Regions from separate parts of the Mus musculus genome. Here region 1 is linked to region 2. The links are chromatin contacts, called in public promoter capture Hi-C maps. All regions are on one chromosome and are shown on one strand. The core of a region is the stretch at or near the end of the contact, and the rest is flanking DNA. Distances in the headings are between cores, read along the strand shown. Region 1 holds the start of Mindy3 (MINDY lysine 48 deubiquitinase 3). Region 2 holds the start of Atp5c1 (ATP synthase, H+ transporting, mitochondrial F1 complex, gamma polypeptide 1).

What was found. Capture Hi-C pulls out chosen DNA fragments and counts their contacts.
Region 1: a promoter capture Hi-C map of liver shows a contact between it and region 2, with 4 times the contacts expected there. The contact joins the promoter of Mindy3 here to the promoter of Atp5c1 in region 2. A contact is called at or near these places in 2 of 39 promoter capture datasets (liver and pre-B cells) and 2 of 9 other capture datasets (adipose tissue and liver).

The regions. Positions count from the first base shown.
Region 1 is chr2:12,417,917-12,421,475 of GRCm38.p6, reverse strand. Mindy3 (MINDY lysine 48 deubiquitinase 3) reads left to right here and starts at 2,016. Exons shown (of 15, transcript NM_024185.4): 1 at 2,016-2,317. The coding sequence starts at 2,224.
Region 2 is chr2:10,078,674-10,082,281 of GRCm38.p6, reverse strand. It overlaps Atp5c1 (ATP synthase, H+ transporting, mitochondrial F1 complex, gamma polypeptide 1), which reads left to right and starts at 1,772. Exons shown (of 10, transcript NM_020615.4): 1 at 1,772-1,934. The coding sequence starts at 1,879. It overlaps Kin (Kin17 DNA and RNA binding protein), which reads right to left and starts at 1,670. Exons shown (of 5, transcript NM_025280.2): 1 at 1,538-1,670. The coding sequence starts at 1,651.

The sequences.
Region 1 (3,559 bases), core at 767-3,266, 2.3 Mb before region 2:
TTCAGTATATGTTTCACTCCTTTGATTAATACTTATTTTATTATAATATTTCATGCATCTGCATTTTAGGAAAAAAGTAAATAACTCTCTGCAATTGTAAGGATACCATGGTCATAGAGAGTTACAGATGAAGTACTGTGAAATTTCACAAGTTATTGTTGGTTTAGACTGTAATGACTGAAGAAAGCTTTATGTAAAATAACATGCATATTCTGTCTTATAAAATAGCTAAGATTCACTGTATAAAATTAGGTTAAAGAAAACTCTAGGACCAATAAAATAGCACATTAGTAGATTAACACATAAAACAGATTAATGAGTTTGATGCCTAGCCTGAAACATGCCTTCCATCCTCAGGAATGAAAGACCCCATTACCTCAGGTTTTCCTCTTATACTACATGTGTGCCATGCTATGCAAAAACCCATATGTGCAAGTGTGTTTACACACACACACACACACACACACACACACACACACACACACACACAGACACACACACACAGACACACACACAAATAAATAAATGTAATTTTTTTTTTTTTTTTTGAGACAGGGTTTCTCTGTATAGCCCTGGCTGCCCTGGAACTCACTTTGTAGACCAGGCTGGTCTTGAACTCAGAAATCCATCTGCCTCTGCCTCCTAAGTGCTGGGATTAAAGGTGTGTGCCATCATGCCTGGCATGAATGTAATTTTTTAAAAAATAATATAGAGAATACAAGAGACATTTTTAAAAACTCATGAGGAAGGCCGTGGTCACAACAGGTATTTTTAGCAATCCCCTGGTACTACAGGGAAGAATGCTTTAAAAAAACTATACATTAGGAAACCCTTGTTTTCAAACTGGGTGATTTAAAATGAGTTCATTTATCTTAACTAGTTAACGTGGAACAAGATAAGATATCTGTATTTTGAAATCAGCAAACTATGTGTCTTGAAAAATTACTATATTAAATAGCAAGGTGCCTAAAATGTGAGTCATTGGTGTTGCATCAAATTGCCACAAAATATCTTAATGAATAAAATATCCCTTGTTTTGTGAATATATTCCATATGCCAGAAAGGACCTGGATCCTTTTACACATTTTTTTTCTTTTATACCTCACAATATGTGTAATGGTGATAAGTGTATGGCAATTACTAATTTAGGGAACAACAATCAAAGGTGGAGTGAAGCTAACTTGATATTCAGCATGGAAGAGTCTGGGGTTTTCATGACTCAGAGTCCGACTTCCAAATAAGTATGAAATACTGCATTCCAGAAACAAATAAGCAAACAAACACCCCAATGTCCACAAACTTTTATAATGCACATTTGCCCTTTCCATTCCTAATTGTCAAAGCCAACCAATGAAAATTCTTTTTTAAATGCCACAAATAGTTTTCATACTAAGTATAATGGAATGTTAATCCTTGAATAAAACCTGGGTCTTTAATCCCAAGTACTGCCAACATAGGGGCCTTAAAATTTCGATATGAAATCTGTGCTATTTATCAATTGGTTGGTTTAGGTCAGCTTAGCCCCAGTTAGCTTTGTAATGTGTTATACCTGTAGAGGTATTTTAAATACACAAATGCATTTACAGGTGTAACTAGCTAATGACTTGGTTGGATTTTTTTTTTTTTAAGGTTTATCAAGAGACTGAGGAAGGCAACTTTCAACTCAAGGGTATAGCCCATCCTCTTATAATTCTAGCTTACATAATATTCTAGATTTCAAGGACCAGGTAACAGCAAAAGCCTCAAAGCCTGCTACAAAAGTAGAGCAGAAATCAATTTTTTAAAAAAGGTTAAGAAAAAAAGTAGAGCAGAGTCCAGGAGAGGAGGTCTCAGCCCCCTGGTAGGGCAGTGCAAAAGTCAATAGTCCAACTATCCCCAAACAGGACAGCTCCCAAAAAAAGCCAAAGTCTCCTAGCGTTTAGAGACTCTCTCTCCACTTCTGCTTCCGGGGAAGAGATTTTTTTTTTTTCTCCCAGCCCTCCGCGGGGGCGGGGCTAAAGGAAGCCGGAAGTCAGGCCGCTTCCGGCAGGGGAAACTCCTAGTTGCCGCTTCGCCCGGCTTGACAGGCGGTCTGTGCCGGCAGTGTGCTGCCCTCACCCATCTCGACCTCCCGTTCGCGTCCGACCGCTGCCGTCCCGCTGCCCTTTTCTCGAGCCTCCCCTTCCCTATGTTCCGGGACCGGAGTCCGAGAAGCAAAGACCCACTTCTTGTCCAGTTCCCATCATGTCCGAAGTGACCAAAGAGCTGCTGGAGCTGGTGTGGGGCACCAAGAGCAGTCCCGGACTGTCGGACACCATCTTCTGCCGCTGGACGCAAGGTACCAAGGCAGGGCTCCGTTCCAGCCGCTCAGCTTGGGCTCCGGGAGTCGGGCCAGGACGCCTCTTTCGGTCCCATTACCCCCGCTCCACCATCTCGCCCCGACCCCATCACCTCGGGTACCTGGCGCTTGGCCCCAATGCCCATTCTTCACCAGTACCCGTGCTTGGTCCCAGTAACCACGCTTTAGGCACTCGGGGCACCCGCGTTCTGTCCCAGTAGCTCCAGCCCCTCCGGTCCCCTCACTCCTTCCCTGTGCTCGCGCTTAGTATCCCGGCTTCAGTCCCTCTAGTATCCGCACTCTTTCCCCGTACCAGCCCTTGGTCCCAGTACCCCAGCTGCGGCTGCTCGGCTTCCCGCACTCGCTTTCTTTCCCTGTACCGGCGCTTGGTACTAGTACAACTCTAATCTTCCGGTACTCGCACTCTTTCCTACAGAGTTTGATCCCAGTACCCCTGCTCTGACCACTTTCGGGACTCTGCGCTCAGTTCTAGATCCCGGACTTGATTCCAATAACCCGGCTCAGACACCTCGGGTACTCTGTGTTAGGTTCTATTGCCATTGCTCTGGCCTGTTGGATACCCAGAGCTAGTACCCCTGCTCCAATTAGTGGTTCTCAGCCATCCTAATGTTGTGACCCTTTTATGCAGCTCCTCATGTTGTGGTAACCCCTAATTATAAAAGTATTTTGTATAAAAGTACTTCATAACTGTAATTTTGCTACGGTTACGTAGTAATATAAATATCTAATATGCGACTCCCAGGGGGTCGCGACCCACAGGTTGAGAACCATTGCTCTAAATGGCTTTTGATGAGGAAGAGTTTGAGTGAGAGAGTGTTTACCAAAGAACGCAAGTGCCTCTGCCACTCTGGGCTAACCTGCTGCAGGAGTGAAAGGGGAGGGGCCCTGGGACTGCAATGTGTGATACAAAGAGGGTGCCACTGTTAAGATCATTACATCTCCAGCCTTCGAGTGAGCTTTAAGTTATCGTCAGTGTTTGGAATGTTTTTTGGATGGGTGGTGGGAGGGTGGAGATCTAGGTGAGTAATACGGGAAAGCAGTTTCATGTTGTAATTAATGTGGTTAGGTGTGGTGCTCTGAATGGAAACACAGTGTTGCTTGCTGCTAGATTGTTCCCTTGTCTTCAAGTATCCCTGATTTTGTGATGGCATCTGATATTGTTGGTTACATTCTTTAAAGGAATATGGATCACAGCCCTTCCTCTGCTAGTCTAATGATGCT
Region 2 (3,608 bases), core at 523-3,022:
TTACATATAATAAATAAACAAATATTTAAAAAAAAAAAAAGAACTGAGCTGAGTGGTGATGGAGCACACCATTAATCCCAGCATTTGGAAGGTCGAGGCCAGCCTGGTCTACAGAGAGAGTTCCATGACAGCCAGGGCTACACTGAGAAACCCTATCGCAAAAAACAAAAGAAACAATAAATAAGAAAGAAATGAGTGTAAGTAAGTCAGAGTTTTGAAGCTGGACAATGGCGTTGCACACCTTTAGTCCCAGCACTAAAAAGGCAGAGACAGATATCTATGAGTTCAAAACCAGCCTGGGCCTGGTTCACTGAGCAAGTTCCAGGACAGCCAGGGCCACACAGAGAAACCCTGTCTTAGAAAAACAATAACATGCACAGAGTTTTGCAATCCAGTCAGTGGCAGTGGGACTGGGTTCAGTCTGTGATGACTTACTAAGAAGGTGGCATAAGGTCAGTAAGATGGCTCAGTGGCTAAAGGCGCTTGGTGCCAGATGTGACAACATGACTTCAATCCCAGGACCCTCAAGCTGGAAGGAAATAACCATTTACATGTGGCCCTTTGATCTCCGTATGGATGTATCTGTTTGGTGCAGCATGCACACATGCATAAACACATACACCAAAATAAGATAACAGAAATATGACGCAGTGCATGAGGGCTCAGTGGTAGAGCATTTGCCAGGCATACATAAGACATTAAACAAAACTTGTAGCACTGCTTAATAAACAACCTCTCTGGTCCCCATCGCCACCACAAGACTACCAAGAAAGTATTAATATAAAGTAGGGTGGTGTATATCTCTGATATCAACCAGCACTTGGGAAGCAGAGGCAGGTCTATCTCGTTTTTTGGCCAGCCTGGTGAGGTCCAGACCAGCCAAAGTTACATACTGAGATACTGTCTCTAAAACAAAAATATGTATCAGATAATGTACAAGAATTTTTATTAGTTCTGTTATATTGGTGGCATTTTGGCATTAATTGAAAAGATAATACGATTACTTGTTATGTTGATTACACAATTAAGTCTTCAAGGGTGAAGGTATACTGATATTCATATATTTATATAATTTACTATATGATGTAAGCAAATATGGAAAAACACTTAGCGGTCACTCCTAGGTGCGATGGACTGCACGCCTGTACCTTTGGGAACCCACATACTGAAACTATAGGATAGCAGTAGCAAGTCGGGAATGAAGCATTTATGTCATGGAGAGTTCTTCTCTCCATGAAAAAACTCGGCGACAATCTTGCCGGTGGGTACAACTATTACCTCTACTTTACCAGTAGTGGCCAAGCCCATGTCACTATTAAGCGGAGCAACTTGAGTTCCTCGTCTTGACCGACCGACCCCACCAGGGAAGTCTAAATGTAAAACCTCAGTGCTCAGCCTAGCGATTGTAAGCGATCAGTGAGTGCTTGTCTGCGACCACTTCTCGTGGAGCTGGAGGGCTTCGCGCCGAGCTGGGGAAGACTGCGCCGGAGAGGGCTCCAAGCCGAGGGAGGGGTCGCGGCCAGCCTGAGTCACTTACCTCGTCGCGGCATTGCTTTTGGCACATCTGGCAGTACCAGCGAAGCTTCTGGAGCCCTTTGGACTTAATTCTATTGGCGATGGCCTTGGGGCTCAGAAAATCCGACTTGCCCATGGCGACCCTGAGCGCTACAACTACAAAGCGGTCGGAAGCGGAACTGGCTCAGCGCGGGGACAGGCGGGACCGAAATTGACAGCAGGAAATGGGTGGGGCCAGGGAACTCGCGGCTTCGGCGCTCACGAGATTTAGCGAGACCGAGGACGCAGGCGGAGCGGGCCGGGGCGCCTGAGCTCCCGCGCACGCGCACTGAGTCCCGTCTGCCCGACCTTCAAGGCTCCACCATGTTCTCGCGGGCGAGCGTTGTCGGGCTGTCGGCCTGCGCCGTGCAGCCGCAATGGTAGGACCACATCGGGAGGGATGCGGGGGCTCGGGCTTGCTGCGAGGCAGGAGGGATGGAGCTGCATGCTCACTCCTGGCGGAAGAAGGCCCCAGCTCAGGCCGCGGGGATGTCTGCAGAGCTGGAAGGTTGCGTGCCGGACCCCTGGTAGGGGTCAAAGAGAACAAGGTCACGGTCTGATCCCCTGAGACTGGAACGGCCATCCGGGACCTCGGGACCCGGACGGGATTCGGGTTGAGCTTTGGAGCCATCTGGGTTTCGATCAACTCCGTACTTCCGCTCCGTACCCGGGAGCACAGCTTGCAAAGTCTTTAGAAAGGCCCTGAAGGTGAAGGGGCGACCGGGGAACGTTTGGTTGTAACTTTTGGCTTTGAAGCCCTGTGAAACACTGCACGGGGGAGCAGCGTGACCCTTTAAGGTGTGATGGCTTGCTTGAGCTCTTTGGTAAGGCATTCACTGTGTAGCCATCCGACTCTTTGCTGGGTACTGGAGAAACGAAGGAACTCAAAATCAGCCCCCGCCTGAACCTGCTGGTCGCCTTGGTGCTAAAGGGGTTTAAAAAAATCTGCCGATGAGGAAGAGAAAGACATTGCCATTGTCATCATGCCCTCGTGTTGAAGTACAATCTCTGCAAGGTCATAAAACTGTCCCAAGGTCCCTCGGTAGGAGGAGGAGGCCTTAATACAGTTACATTTGTTAGCCTCCATTTGATAAAGGGATACCATAAGGTTGGGCGACTTTAAATACTAATCCTCTGTGCAAAATAAAATAGTTGTATATTAGAATGCCCAGGGAAGGTCAGGTAAAACGTGACTTATGGGTGACGTTGTATAATAACATGAACTACTTTGAAGCTAGACTGCTAGAAGAACTGGTGCTAAGGAGATTGTTAACTGTGGACAGTGTTTTAGTGGTTCCTTGTTTTTATGGTACAGAGGATTATTAAGGCGCTCCAGCACTGAACTAGGGTTTTGTAACCTAGGTTAGAGAACTGCCAAGAACTAGTTGAAATAGTTCTTTCATTAAGCAAAGAATTTGTAGCAATATGCTAAGACTCCAAAGTAGTGAGGCAATTAAATACGATAGATATGAACTATGTATTGGAAGAATGTTGGTGGTGCACACCTTTGATCTCAGCAACTCAGGATGCAGAGGCAGGTGGGTGTCTGAGTTCTGGGCCAGCCTAGTCTGCAAAAGGAGTTCCAGAGAATGTGTGTGTGTGTGTGTGTGTGTGTGTGTGTGTGTGTTCGTTCAGATGTTGTTAGATTAACCTTGGAAGTCAGCTTGAGTTACTTATATGGAGGTCAATAACAGTTGCATTCTCAGTTGTGTCTCCTTCAGCCAGTAGATATTTGTGGAGTGCCTGCCCTGCACCAGTTGGCACTTCTTAGGTGATAAGATGTGAAGGGTCTTTGTTGGCATCCAGTGGTCCTCAGCAAACATCAGCTGTCTCCCGTGTTTGTGTATACAATGTGTGAAAAGACTATTCTTTTGTCAAGTGTAGTGAGGCCACTGTCAGAATTTGATACGCTTCCAATGTTTTCTTGAGAGTTAGCTAGGTATTAGCTGGTTAGGTGTTCACTAGTTAGCTAGTTGGGTGTTTTCCTTAACTCTACACTATGTAGCATCACACACTCCCAGCATTCCTTCCAGACTGCTGATTCGTTCATAGGC